Regions from separate parts of the Sus scrofa genome. Here region 2 is linked to region 1. The links are chromatin contacts, called in public HiChIP or PLAC-seq maps. All regions are on one chromosome and are shown on one strand. The core of a region is the stretch at or near the end of the contact, and the rest is flanking DNA. Distances in the headings are between cores, read along the strand shown.

Region 1 (7,144 bases), core at 3,732-6,231:
AATGGGTCCACCAAGAAGCCCTGTAAGCTGGAGCATATCTTAATATGTCTTATGCAAATTAAGTGTATGATTTGTGGAAATGCAGTTGACAGGGTTTGCTCACCCTAGGCCTTCATCTAATCTAAGAAGTATCTGCTGGTCAATCATTAACTTAGTGACTCCAGGTGTGTACTGACCTTTGATAGAAGCAACTAGGAAATGTAAGTTTGGTTCTGAAGTCTTTGCTTTGGGCCATTTGCAGTTTAAACTCACCTAGAACCTTGTGGGCATTGTACAGAACTTTGAATTTTTTACTCTGAATGAGTGGGGAGGAGGAGGGGGGTCATGTTGAGTTGAGGAGAGACATGCATGATCTGCTTACCTTTGAAAGGGTTACCCTGGTAAGAGTTCAGTAAGATAAAGGTGACTTACACTGAGGAGGGGGTGGGGGTGTTGTAGTGGTGAGAAGAAAGAGTCAAATTCTGGATATACTGCATTTAAAAAGAAGATAAATAGGATTACTTGGTGAATTGAATGTGAGAGGGGAACTAAGGATGGCTTACTGGAAGGATTGGGTTGTTATAAATGAGATGGGAAAGCCTTTCATTGATGTCAGTCTATCTGGAAAGATGAAGTTTGGATCTGTTAGGGGTTTTTTGGTGGTTTTTTTTTTTTTTTTTGCTTTTTTTGGTGTTTTTTTTTTTTAGGGCCGAACACACAGCATACAAAAGTTCCTAGGCTAGGGATCTGATCAGAGCTGCAGCTGCCAGAGCTGCAGAGCACAGCCACAGCAATGCTGGATCTGAGCCGTGTTTGCAACCTATACCACCGCTCATGGCAACACTGGATCCTTAACCCAATGAGCGGGGCCATGTCCTCATGGATACTAGTCTGGTTCATTACCACTGAGCCACAACTGGAACTCCTGGATCTTTTAGGTTTGAGGTATCTTTCAGACAAGAGACGTGTCAAGTGGTCAGTGAGGAGTTCTGGAGAGCTGTTGGGGCCAGGGACCTAAATATGGAGTCCTCAACATCTGGATGCTATTTACAGCTATGAGGTGAATGGAATGACCTGGAGAGTGAGTGTAGAGACAGGAGAGGAGAGGACCAGGACTGACACTGGATGCTCCAACAGGCTGGGCAGAGAGGAGGAAGAAGGAGTAGGGACTGAGCAGTGCTCATGAGATAGAGGAAATCCAAGAAAACACTAGCTCTGCTGGAAACCACTGTAGAAGGAAGTGATAGTTTCAAATCCTGCTGATAATTGCAGTGAAGACAGAATGGACCACTGGATTAGGAATGTGGAGGCCTGTAGTGACTTTGGCAAGCATCTCAGTGGAGCGTTGGTTAAGGTCCAATTTTAGGGTATTTAAGAGAATAGGAGCAGAGTAACTGGAGCCAGATGATAGAAGACTTCTCTGGCATTTTGCTTCAAAGATAAGCAGAGGAATGAGGCAATAGTGAGAGGAAGTAGAATCAAAAGATTTTAAGATGAGAGAAATAACAGGCAAGATTTGTTGGTATAAAGGCCAACAAGAGTGGATGATCTAGTATGCAAGTAAAGTTTGGCATTAAATAGAGGCATGGATAATCTATAACAGCTGCCCAGTTGAACTTCCTGTGATAGTGGAAGTATGTATCTCTGCTGTCCTATACCTTGTCCACTAGCCAGCATGTTGATACTGACCACCTGAAGTGTGGCTGATGTGACTGAGAGGCTGAATTGTTACAATTACATTTAATTTTAATAAATTTCAATTTAAATAGCCATGTTGGCCTACCATATTAAACAGTGCAGAGCTGTGATAAAAGACTGAATATGGGTTCTATACATGGTTCCTCTGTTTAGAAATTGCTCTTTTTTGAAAATGGTAATCTTATATTTATTGATGACAACAGCATTATGGGTTTTTAATTTTTCCCCCTTTTATATATAGATTAATCGGGCGGAATTTGAAGATCAAGATGATGAAGCCAGAGTTCAGTATGAGGGTTTTCGACCTGGGATGTATGTTCGAATTGAGATAGAAAATGTACCCTGTGAATTCGTGCTTAACTTTGACCCCCATTACCCAATTATTTTGGGTGGTTTGGGCAATAGTGAAGGCAATGTTGGATATGTACAGGTAGGTGCCCTTTGCTGCGTGCTTAATAATTGAGGTTCTTTGGACGTACTTGGCACCAGTAATCTTACTGAGATCCCTTTCCCCTCAGATGCGTCTGAAGAAACATCGTTGGTATAAAAAAATCCTCAAGTCCCGAGATCCAATCATTTTTTCTGTTGGGTGGAGGCGGTTCCAGACTATCCCGCTTTATTATATTGAAGACCACAATGGAAGACAGAGGCTTCTGAAATACACCCCACAGCACATGCATTGTGGAGCAACCTTTTGGGGTAAAAAGGAATTAGAATAAACTTGCTCGTAGGTTAATTTAAGGCTCTTCTTTTCTTTCTTTCTTTCTTTCTTTCTTTTTTTTTTTGGTCTTTTTAGAGCTATACCTGTGGCATACGGAAGTTCCCAGGTTAGGGGTCAAATCAGAGCTGTAACAGTCAACCTACACTGCAGCTCACGGCAACCAGATCCCTAACCCACTGAGCAGGGCCAGGGGTCAAAACTGCATCTTATGGATACTAGTCGGGTTCCTTACCGCTGAGCCACGACAGGAACTCCTAAACCTTTTAAGCTTTTATCATTATAGTTTTGCTTTTTTCCTTTTATGAAATCCCAGTTCATAAGATTTTTCTTTTTTGGATTGGAGTCTATATATAAAATGGAATCCAGAATGTATGGTTCAATGTATTTCTTTCTTTTTTTTTTTTTTTTTTTTCTTTAAGGTCCTATCACTCCACAGGGTACTGGGTTCTTGGCAATACAGTCTGTCAGTGGCATAATGGTAACTATCTTGGATGTTTTATTTTATAGACTGAGTTTCAGAAATATGTCTTGAATATGGAATATGTACCTGAAACTTTAAGTTGAAAATTACTCATTTTTAGTATTTGTAGTAAACTTCTCTTTGCTTTCAATATTCGTACGTCTTTTTAAGTAAAGTATGGGAGTGGAGAAGAAGGAAGTAAAAGAATTTTAATGGTACTGATGACATTTCTGTATTTTTATGTTTTTATGGACATGCTAAAAATATTTTAGCAGTGCTCACTATGAGCTTAGCACTCTGCTAAGTTGTGGTATATACATCAGGTACTACTAGACATAAGACTACCACCAGTAATGCTGGTTTAGCAAAGTATGTTCACACAGTCTTCATTTGACCAATCAGAGCAGGTTTTATTGGCTCCATTTAACAGAAAACTGAATAATGAGCAATTGGAATCCACCCTGAATGTCTAAAATTTAATTTCTCAAACATTGTAACCAGATTTTCATATTCCTTTTCATTCATGCATCATTGTGAAACTGTGTTACTATGAAATCACCCTCAGACAGTAGTATAGTATAATAGTATTACAGTATTATACTATCAAATAGATTTTGTTAAAATACTGTTTTGCATGTTCAGATATTCTCATTTTTCTTATGTGATTGTAAGTGAAATGCACTTTGGTAATTTATTGCATTAGAGAGAAATAAGTTTTTCTCCTGCTGATAGTATTCCTGTATCAGATTTTGGGGATTCCTTTTTAGCCTGATTTCCGGATAGCTGCCACAGGAGTTGTCCTTGATCTGGATAAATCTATAAAAATTGTGAAGAAATTAAAGCTAACTGGCTTTCCATATAAAATTTTCAAGAACACTTCATTCATTAAGGTCTGTATATCTGTGTATTCACGTATTTAATATGTTGTTAAAGGAGTAATGAATTCTAATATAGGTCTAAGAGATAAGTCTGAAAAGTGCTTGAAATCTTTCATAATCTTAGTCTTTGATATTTTTAGTTTACTTCTATATATTAGTCTCTGTGTTACTTAATATGTTCAGAAATCTTTAGGTGAAGTAAAATAGAGATATTTGGTGATTGAGGCTATTACTTTTTACTCCCATATGAGGCTGTTGCAGAGCTAATATTGAAAATATGTAATCCTATTCACTGGGTTTTGTTTCCTACCTTTTCGGTTTGTATTAAGAGAGGGGAAAATCATAGCATTTTCAAACAGATCATTAGAAAAATAGACAAAGCAATTTGCAGAAGTACTTGTTGGCAAGGGTACAGAGAAATGGACACTCTGTTAATGCAGTATATCATAGAAGGGTAGTTTGGGCAACACCTACTGAAAATTTCTTTAGCAGGGGATGTTTCCATTAAAAACACAGAGTTAAGATGATCGATCACGAAATGTTCTTATAAGGGAATACTACCATCAGCATTTATCCAGCTCTCTTTATTTTCTGAGTGTGTACACCTAAGTAATAGGATAAGAGCTGTAGTCCAGCTTTGTGAGATGATGGCAAAGGCCATCGGGGCCACTTCAGTCCAATAAATATCTTTTTGATCTTCTTTTCTACAAAGGTAGTGATGAGCATGTTAGTGCCTACAATAGAATCTTGATTAATATTTTATTTGAGGGAAAATAGAATTGTATTCCTTTTGACCTAGTAATTCCAATGAATTATTTTTTTTGTTTTTTAACCAAGGATATATTTATGAACTGAGAGGTAAAATATCTAACTTTGTATGTATATTTGTTTTCTTTTATATATATACTTATAGGGAATGTTTAATTCTGCCTTGGAAGTGGCCAAATTTGAAGGTGCTGTGATTCGAACTGTCAGTGGAATAAGGGGACAGATCAAGAAGGCACTCAGGGCTCCAGAAGGAGCTTTCCGGGCCACCTTTGAGGATAAATTGCTGATGAGTGGTAAATATCCTTTGTGGTGTGTTTTTAACGTTGTGTTACCATTCACTATTGGCTTCTAGCCAGTATGAAGTACAGGTGGCAGTTTTAAGTCTTTAGAAACAGGAGTCAGCTATAGCTCTCCCTAGTTGGAGCATCTTGGGTATTATGCCAAGTCATGCTGTGTCTAGAGCCATGTGATTCACCCAGTGAAAGTTTTATGGGTGTGGATATGATTGACACACCCAATGAAAGAGTAGTTCACTGGGCAAAGTCTCTCTTCAAATACTTTGCATCTAGCTGGAGAAGTTTGGGGTCAGTATTTTGTTCTCTTATTTACTGAGATGAATATGAATCTTTTGAAAATGTTAATATGGAGCTCCCATTGTGGCTGAGTGGGTTAAGAACCCAATTAGTATCCATAGGGATGTGGGTTTGACGCCTGGCCTTGCTCAGTGGGTTAAGGATACGGCGTTGCCGAAAACTGCACCCGAGTTGCTAGGGCTGTGGCATAGGCCGGCAGCTACAGCTCCAATTCAACCCCTAGCCTGGGAACTTCCATATGCTGCAGATGTGGCCTTAAAAGGGGTGGGAGGGAAGAAAGTGTTAATGTAAATTTCTTCTCTTTCCAGATATTGTCTTCATGAGAACTTGGTATCCTGTCTCCGTTCCAGCCTTCTATAACCCTGTAACATCTTTGTTGAAACCAGTTGGTGAGAAAGACACCTGGTCAGGAATGCGGACAACTGGTCAACTCCGGCTTGTCCATGGCATCAAACTAAAACCCAACAAAGATTCTCTGTATAAGGTATAGTCACACATGTGCTCTATAGATAGTGTCATCCAGAAGATATGCTGTAATATTCTCATGGTTTGAATTTTCAAGTAGAAAGTCTAACATTAAATTTGAATAAACATGTCGTATATTCGTAGACTATTTTGGAAGGAACACAGGAAAAGTGGTGGTCTTCACCTCAGACTATTTTTTTTGTACCATATACACATATTACTTTTAAAAACATTAATGTGCTAATTCTTATTGAAACAATGTGGAAGTATGTGTTTTCTTGAAAGTTTTAATAAGCTTTTTATTGAAATGTTAACATACAGAAATTCACACACAAATCAAAAGTATATACAACTCAATGAATTTTAGTACATAAAAGTTGCCATCACCTGGATCAAGCAAGAGAATTACTAGCACAAAAGAAGCCCTCTTGTGACCTCTCCCAGTCAGTCACTCACTATCCCACCTCCATTTCAAACCAGCCATCATCTTAGTTCCTGACGTGTAAATTCCTTCCACCTTTTTTTGAGTTTTATAAAATATATAGTATTTTGCCTGATTTCTTTCCTTCAGTATTATGAGATTCATTCATGTTCTAGTATATAGCAGACATTTATTTTTTGTTATTGTTGAGTAGAATTTCATTGTATGACAGTGTCAGTTTATCCATCAAGGGACAGTATTTCCAGGTTTAGGCTATCATGAGAGCTGCCCTGAACAGTTATATGCAACTTGTTTGGCATACATGTGCACACACTTCTGTTATGTAGATCCTTGTGGGTGGGATTGCCAGGGTACATGTGTTCAACAGCAGTGTGTGATGGTTGTAGTATTCAGAGCTCATACCAGGTTAGGCTCCAACAGCTTATTAGTTTTCTAGCTGTTCCACATCGTTTCCAGTAGTTGGCCTCATCGGTGGGGGGTTTTTTTTTGGCTGCATCTGCAGCATGTACAAGTTCCTGGGCCAGGGATTGTATCCGCCCCATTGCAGTAACCAGAACCACAGCAGTGACACCACTGCTGTGATCCTTAACCTGCTGAACCGCCAGGCACTCCTAGTATTTTTTTCTCCTTTTTTTCGGGCCCATCTGTGACATGTGGAGATTTCCTGGGCCAGAGACCAACTCTGAGTGACTGAGTGACAGAGTTCCTCACCACAGCTGCAGCAACACCAGATCCTTAACTCACTGTGCCACAGCAGGAACTCCTAGTCTTTTTTAAGTTCTCTGTTCCTGTCTCAAATATCATTTTCATTCAGATTTTGGCCTCTGAGAACTTCCATTATTTCATTCACAGCTTAACAATGCATTTGAAAAGATTTGTTAATGCAGAAGATTTAATTGTTTTGTAATAAGAGGGTAGTTCAGGGTTTCAGTCTTCCATTCTGCTAGAAATGGAAGTTTTCCACGAATTAGTTTTTCTGTAAAGCAGTTAATAAAATTTGGATCATATTGCCATGAATTTCTCTTAAAATATACTTTGGAGTTCCCATCATGGCTCAACGGTTAGTGAACCCAACTAGCATCCATGATGACATGGGTTCGATTCCTGGCCTCGCTCTGTGGGTTAAGGATCTGGCATTGC
Region 2 (7,171 bases), core at 247-2,746, 290 kb after region 1:
GGACTGCTATTACCCCTAGTTTACAGAGGAGACAGCTATAAGAATTTCTGTGTAGTCGCCCTGCATCTCACTCAGATTTGTTATGTCCAGAACCGAGCTCCACATCATTCCTCTCTGGGCTGGCCCTTTCCCCCCTGCTCCCCCTCTTGGGGAAGGAACCATCACATACCCACAGTCAGAACAGCAGTCTGCTATCATTCTTGGTTGATCCTTCCCTCTTATGCCCCACTCCTGCCAGACTCATGTGAGTTCTTTGTCCTACATCCATCAGATTTTTTTTCTTTCTGTACGTACCATGATAGTCTGTAGTCCAGCCTCCCATCCCCAGGTTGTAACTGTTGCCTCTTAATCAGCTTCCCTGCCTCTGTCCTTGCCTTCTTACGTCTTATCTCTTCTCTCTTATCAGCCAGAATGATCTTCTAAAAACATCATCTGATCCTGTTACTCCTTCTGCTCCTACTCTTCAGAGAATTCCCTTGGCCATTAGGATTAAGCCCAAACCCCGTGACCAGGCGCACATGGTTCTCTCTGAGGTGGCCCTACTGATCACTCTAGGCCAGGGGTCAGTCTGTGGCCTCTAGGCCAAATGTGGCCTGCTGTCTAGTTTTGTATGGCCTTCAAGTTAAGAATGGTTGAAAAATATTTTTAAAAGGATGGTATTTCATAGCACATGAAAATTGTATGAAATTCTGATTTCAGTGGCCATAAATAAAATTTTTTGTAACACAGCATGTTCATTTGGTTATTTATTGTTAATGACTGCTTTTACACTACAGTGGCTGAGTTGAGTAGGTGAGGCAAAGGTTCTGTGTCCTGCAGAACTTAATAAAAGTTTACCGAGCCCTGTTTCACATTTGTGGGCACCTTCTGACCCCAGTGTTTAGTCCCACCATCTTTCATCCACAATTCTCTCTCCCACCTCAGGCCTGTGCACAAACTATTCATTTGCCTGGAACTTTCTCCCAGCACATTTTCTGTCACTTAGCTAACTCCTCCTTATCTCTCAGATCCCAGCTCTAGCTTCATTTCTAGGAGGAAGCTGAGGATGCTGCAGCTTGGGTGAGGTGCCTCTCTCCTTTCTATCAGCCTCCTTATATCCATATCCATCCACACTTCCCTCCTTACCCAATTCAGACACCATGGACAGGCATTGTCCATGGCCTCTTTTCAGCTATATATTTACCTCTTTCATCTCTCACTCCTTCTAGTTTTCTCTTAGAACCCCAACCGGGTTAAGGACAACTCTGTCCACAGAGGAGCAGAATATGGAGAGTGGGAAACATCCAGTCCCAGTACACAGCAGAGCTTTAACTATGTGACCACAGGCCTCAGGGGTTTCAGACTGCCCTGACATCCTGTGCCTTACCCTTGTTCACCCACTCTTTGTTCTCCAAGCCAGCCACACTGTCTTTCTCACACCTCCCAGCAACACTCAGTGTTCCTTACTCCCCGTGTATCCTGCTTCACATCTCACTTAGAAGCTGTCAGATGTTCACTTCCTTATTCTCCTGTCCTAAGATCCATCAGCCTCACTGCCTCTGTGTCACATCCTCAGCCTCTCCCCAGTCTCAGTGGAGGAACTGCCCCCATCCCTTTGTAAGCCTAGCTCATCCTTTTGTAGTAAACTAGTTAGAACCCATCCCTCATGCCTAACCAAGGACACCCTACAGCCATTGTTCACTCTCTCCTGTCCTAATGTTTTGCCTCTTCTAGGGCATTACCATAAGCATATCAGAAATACTCTAATACTGGAGTTCTCTGATGGTTCAGCAGCTTAAGGATCCGGCATTGTCACTGCTGTGGCTCAGGTCACTGCTGTGGTGAGAATTTGATCCCTGGCCTGGGAACTTCTACATGCTGTGAGCACAGCCAAAAAGGAAAAAAAAAAAAAAAATTATTTAAAAAAAAACTGTAGTAACACTGAAGTTTGAAAAATACAATAGCTGTTTCTTAATTTTTTTTTTTTCTTTTTAGGGCCGTACCCATGGCATATGGAGGTTCCCAAGCCAGGGACTGAATCCAAGCTGTAGCTGCAACCTGTGCCATAACTGTGGCAATGCCAGATCATTTAACCCACTGCACTGGACCAGGGATCAAACCTGCGCCTCACAAGTGACCTGAGTCACTGCACTCAGATTCTTAACCCACCAGTGCCATGATGGGAACTCCCGTATAATAGCTGTTTCTTGACCTGTTTTCTGAACTTGCCCATGGTTTCTGAGCTCTCGCCACAGTTGTTTCTTTACTGTTTGTCCAACACTTCAAGTGCACTTGTACCTCAGAGCCATTGTACATGCTGTGTCTCGAAAAGATCGCGAGATACTTGCGTAGCTTGCTCCCTAATTTCACTAAGGTCCCTGCTCAAATGCTAACTCCTCAGAGAAACCCTTTGTGGCCATTATATCTAAAACAGGCCTTCTATCATGCTCTCTCTTCTTCCTACTGCATCTTTCGTCCTGGCATGAATCACTACCTGAGACGTATATTTATTTATTTATTTGTTCTTTTCCCATCAAAACAGAGCCTCTGTGGTAGCAGGGACTTGGTCACCTCTGTTTACTGCTGGATTCCAGCTCCCAGAGCCAAATCCAACAGATTAAACACTTGATGAATGCCTGCATTAAAAAAAAAAAAGTTTATAGGAGTTTCCTGGTAGCCTAACAATTAGGAATCTATCGTCACTTCTGCGGCATGGGTTCGATCCCTGGCCCGGGAACTTCCATAGGCATAGCCGATAGATAGATAGATAGATAAAAAAGGTTTATCAAGCTTCAACTTTTACTTGATTCCGCAGGCTCAATATCATCAAAGTCCTGATTTTCTTTCTCTACTTGGACTTCAGTGGTGACTTCTCCATTTTAAAGCTGTTTTCCCTCATGGTGGAAAAGTAGTGCAGCAGTTCCAAACTTCACATCTATACCCTACACTAAGGGTTGGCAGACTTATTCTATAAAGAACCACATAGAAAATATTTTAGGTTTTGCAGGTCATGCAGTACCTGTTGCAGGTATTCAACTCTGCCATTGTACCATGAACACACCCATAGAGAGTTTATAAACAAATGAGTGTGGCTGTGTTCCAATAAAATTATTTATAAAACCAGGTGGCAGGCTAGATGTAGCCTGGAGGCTTTAGTTTGCTTACTCCTGCCCTACACCATCCAAAGAGAGAGCAGGTGTCTTTTCTAGTATCTCTCTCAGAAGAGTGAGGGAGCTTTGTTTTCCAAAGTTCCAAACAGCCCTCTTTTTTTTTAGCATGTTGACCTGAACTTTGTCTAATGCCTGTTAGTGAGTCAGTTCCCACAGTAAGTGGAGTGAGACTGTCTCACTGGTGTAGGGTGCCCATGACCCTTCTACGTGCAAGTAGAAGGCGCATCCCTGAAGTTCACAGGCTGCATGATGCCAAGTAATTACCAGAGCAGAACTTTACACAACCAGGAAGGGGGCAGGGGATAAGCACCAAATAAGGTCTACTGTGAAGAACTGATATGTGCTGGTATGTGCTCATGCAAGCTAGTGTCTTCCTAAAATAGAATGTAAACCCCTTAAGGTCACATCATTTTCTTTGATCATGAGCTTGCCACCTTGTACAAGGCTTGCATTCAGTTAAATTAAGAGTGGCAGGAATCCTGTGCTCATTGGAATTACTATTTGGAGTGGAGGGGGCAGTTTGTAAGCATTTAATAATACAAATGCATGTGATCCATTATCAGTCACATAAATGACAGGAAAAAGTATTATTTGGAAAATATTTTAATTTGTTTCATTGTTGATTAAAACAACTTCCAGTTTTTGAGGGATTAAATTGAATTTTATTTTTTAAACTTTAGGTTCACAAAAAGGATTCTGGCTTTTGGCGAGATTTTGGCTTTGGAATGACTTGTCAGTATCGATCAGATTTCCTGACCATTGGTAAGTATACCTTAGATTTAAGGATAGGACTCTAGGTATTTACTATAATACTTTACGTCATTTATCTAAAAGATTTCAGATTTGAGTGTCTTTCCTATTAAATTGTGAATGTTTAAGATTAGCTAAAGAGTCTGGAAATATGAAAGGCAAAGTGAGTTTATAATTAGCATTTCTTTGTGGTTCTTTCTTAGAATTTCTGCCTGTCTGCTTACGTTACCTATATTCTTGCATGTTGTCTACTTTTTCCATTAGAGTCCTTAGCAGACTAATCATAGTAGTTTTAAATTCATGGTCCTATAGTTCCAACATCCCTGTCATATTTGAGTCTAGTTCTGATATTTGCTTTTTCTCTTCAAACTGTTTTTTGACTTTTAGTTTGCCTAATATTTTTCTTCACAGCTGAACATGACTACTGGGTAAAGGAAAGTGCAGTAAATAGACCTTTAGTGAAGTGATGGTGAGGTGTGGGAGAAGAGGAGATGTTCTTTTGTCCTATTACATGGTCTCACTCTGTTAAAGAGTTTGTGAGTCTGTACTTAGAACTTCACAATTGTTTCTCAGGCACTGCCCCAACCTTAGGTGGAGCAGGATGGCCATAGTGGGCTGGAGTTGGGTATGTCCCTTCTCCCAGATAGGTTAGACTCTGGTAAAATAGTTTTTCCTGAGGGAAGGCCTTGTTCAGAAGAGCAAAATGCTCTGGCATATTTTAAGAGGGTTACTTTCCCCCTTCTTTTGTAAGCACTGGGGGATTTCTCAACAGTCTTCACCATGAGGACCTGGTAGACCTGGAGGTAAAACTCACAGAAGTGTAGAGGCCCCTCCAGGAGTTTCCAACTGCTAGACTTTTCCATTGAGCCTCTAGCAGTTCATCAATTATAGTTCAGATTTTCCTACCCCAGTACTGGTTCCCCTGGAGATTTCTACTCGTTGGTTTCTTCTCTCATAGTTGCAATTCTGTCTTACCCACCTATTTATCTCTAAATAGTTTGCTCTGTGACTGTTATTTCTCTGAGAGGTCTGAGAAGAGTTGTTTTCACTTTGTTCAACTTTTTACTTGTTATCAGAACAGAGTGATGACTTCTAAGTTCTGTACATACTGGACCAGAAACAAGAAGTTCTCTGTTTGTTTTCGCTATCTACACTATCTCTAATATTTGAAGAGCTTGTTCATATCTATAAGGAAAAAAAGCCAAGATATAGCAATTAGTAAAACTGTGACAATTTAAATTAATACTTTTCAGAGATCTCAGCATTACTGTCATCCTGTGACTATGCTATTAAGTGACATAGAATTATTTGACAAAAACATAATTTGGAAACCAAGCTATTAATTAAAGAATAAATGTTTTCTTCATTTTTAGGAATCTTTTCTAACTTTTTAAAAAAAAACTCAAATTTTTCTTTAAAAAATTAGTTCCGTTTAGATTAATTTGAAATAGTCTAAACTCTCCCTTTTTGTTGGTAAGGCTGTAAGTGACATTTGTGTTGCCAGGTCTACTTGATTCTTTGTAAATTCTTAATTGAGCAGCACACCATTGACCATTTCTTCCTGAAGACGCTTTCTTCATTGACTGCTAAATTGGCACATTCTCCAGAATTTCCTCCCTCTGCTAGAGCCATCTCTCAGTCTCTTTTACTGACTTGTCTTTCTCTGCCTGTTTACCCTCTAGAAACTGGCCTTTCTTAGCATTTAGGCATGAGCTCTGTTTTCTTTCTAAAAACTCTAGCAGTTTCATCCACTTTTGTGGCTTTAAGTCATCTGTGTGCCCATTCTCAATTTTATGTTTCCACCTTGACCATTTCTTCTGTTTTCCCCTCTGAGAAGTTTTCTGTGACCCAGAAAAAGTTGGATCTCAAAGGACAGAAAGAAAACATAATGAAATATTAAGGGTGGCAATATCATGTGTGATTTATATTTCCCTCTCCTTTATTTGACTTTCTAGAGATTTTCTGTAGAACTTTGAAGTTTACAAAGTATTCTCAAATATTTCATCTTGTTTTGATATTCTCAACAACAGACCTTGAGCGTCTAGATGCCAGCTGGTAACTGGAATTCCAAACCAGAACATCAGTCCTCTACTTCAGGTGTCTTTGGACTGTACAGTACCATCTCATTTGAAGCAGAATGCTTAAATATTTATCAGGCCTGACTGTGCTCTTGGCTGCCAGGCAGTTATTTAATAGTGTCAGTTTTGTTCCTGCAGGTGGATTTGACATGGAAGTAAAAGGTTGGGGTGGAGAAGATGTTCATCTTTATCGAAAATACTTACATGGTGACCTGATTGTGATTCGGACTCCAGTTCCTGGCCTTTTCCACCTCTGGCATGAGAAGCGCTGCGCTGATGAGTTGACCCCTGAGCAGTACCGCATGTGCATCCAGTCCAAAGCCATGAACGAGGCCTCTCACTCGCACCTGGGAATGCTGGTTTTCAGGGAGGAGATAGAGACACATCTTCACAAACAGGCCTATAGGACAAATAGCGAAGCTGTTGGTTAATGTAATCATGGACGTGTTAGTCTGAACCGGAAGCCAGCACTATTTATTTAGCCTTAATTCCAGTTCCAGATGCAGTGCCTCTTTCAGAGAAGACGTGCTTATCTTGCGTTCTTGCTGACATTGCTTCAGCAATTTAACTTGGCGTAAGAAGAAAAAACAAGTGTTGCAATGCAAAACTTCTATTTTGTGAGAATACTGCACTATGGAATCATTGACAAATCAAAATCTGGTTTTTGTTCTAAGAGTAGGTTTCCTGTTTGTTTTTTGGTCTTTTTGTCTTTTTAGGGCTGAATTCACGTTATATGGAGGTTCCCGGGTTAGGGGTCTAATCGGAGCTGTAGCTGCCGGCCTACACCACAGCCACAGCAACACCAGATCCGAGCCATGTCTGTGACCTACAGCACAGCTCACGACATCGCCGGATCCTTGACCCACTGAGAGAGGCCAGGGATCGAACCTACAACCTCACAGTTCCTAGTCGGATTCGTTTCCATCGTCCACGATGGGAACTCCTAAGAGTAGTTTTGAGTTAATTTGTATCCGGCTCCATGTTCTGACTGTATTCTGGTTGCATCTGCGCTGAGGGATGGAATGTATTGTGCTGATGGTGGGTCAGAAGCATCTTCTTCCTGCAGAGAGGACAGAGTGTTATGGATGGAGTGTGTTGACAGGGGCTCTTCACCTGCCAACCACTCAGTCAACCCGCTTGGTTTGTAAATGTAGATCTTTGGTCTTTTGCTTGAAGAATCCTTTTTTCACCAAA

The links. HiChIP or PLAC-seq counts read pairs in DNA pulled down with a chosen protein or histone mark.
Region 2: an H3K27ac HiChIP or PLAC-seq map of alveolar macrophages shows a contact between it and region 1. The contact joins two enhancer-like sites. A contact is called at or near these places in 1 of 47 Hi-C or Micro-C datasets (embryonic fibroblasts) and 1 of 2 datasets of contacts at active chromatin or transcription factors (alveolar macrophages).

Annotation. Positions count from the first base shown.
Region 1 is chr14:61,116,655-61,123,798 of Sscrofa11.1, forward strand. It overlaps BMS1 (ribosome biogenesis protein BMS1 homolog), which reads left to right. Exons shown (of 24, transcript XM_005670994.3): 17 at 1,919-2,107; 18 at 2,196-2,376; 19 at 2,818-2,876; 20 at 3,626-3,748; 21 at 4,650-4,797; 22 at 5,406-5,581. Among named protein-coding and RNA genes, the nearest start is that of BMS1, 64 kb to the left of the region's middle. Within about 2 kb of position 4,982, at least 4 of the 83 cell types and tissues checked have an H3K27ac peak or open chromatin away from gene starts, as enhancers often do. A contact at or near this core is called in alveolar macrophages, where this site is marked.
Region 2 is chr14:61,406,800-61,413,970 of Sscrofa11.1, forward strand. It overlaps CSGALNACT2 (chondroitin sulfate N-acetylgalactosaminyltransferase 2), which reads left to right. Exons shown (of 8, transcript XM_001926417.6): 7 at 3,830-3,911; 8 at 6,116-7,171. The coding sequence ends at 6,408. Among named protein-coding and RNA genes, the nearest start is that of CSGALNACT2, 38 kb to the left of the region's middle. Within about 2 kb of position 1,497, at least 3 of the 83 cell types and tissues checked have an H3K27ac peak or open chromatin away from gene starts, as enhancers often do. A contact at or near this core is called in alveolar macrophages, where this site is marked.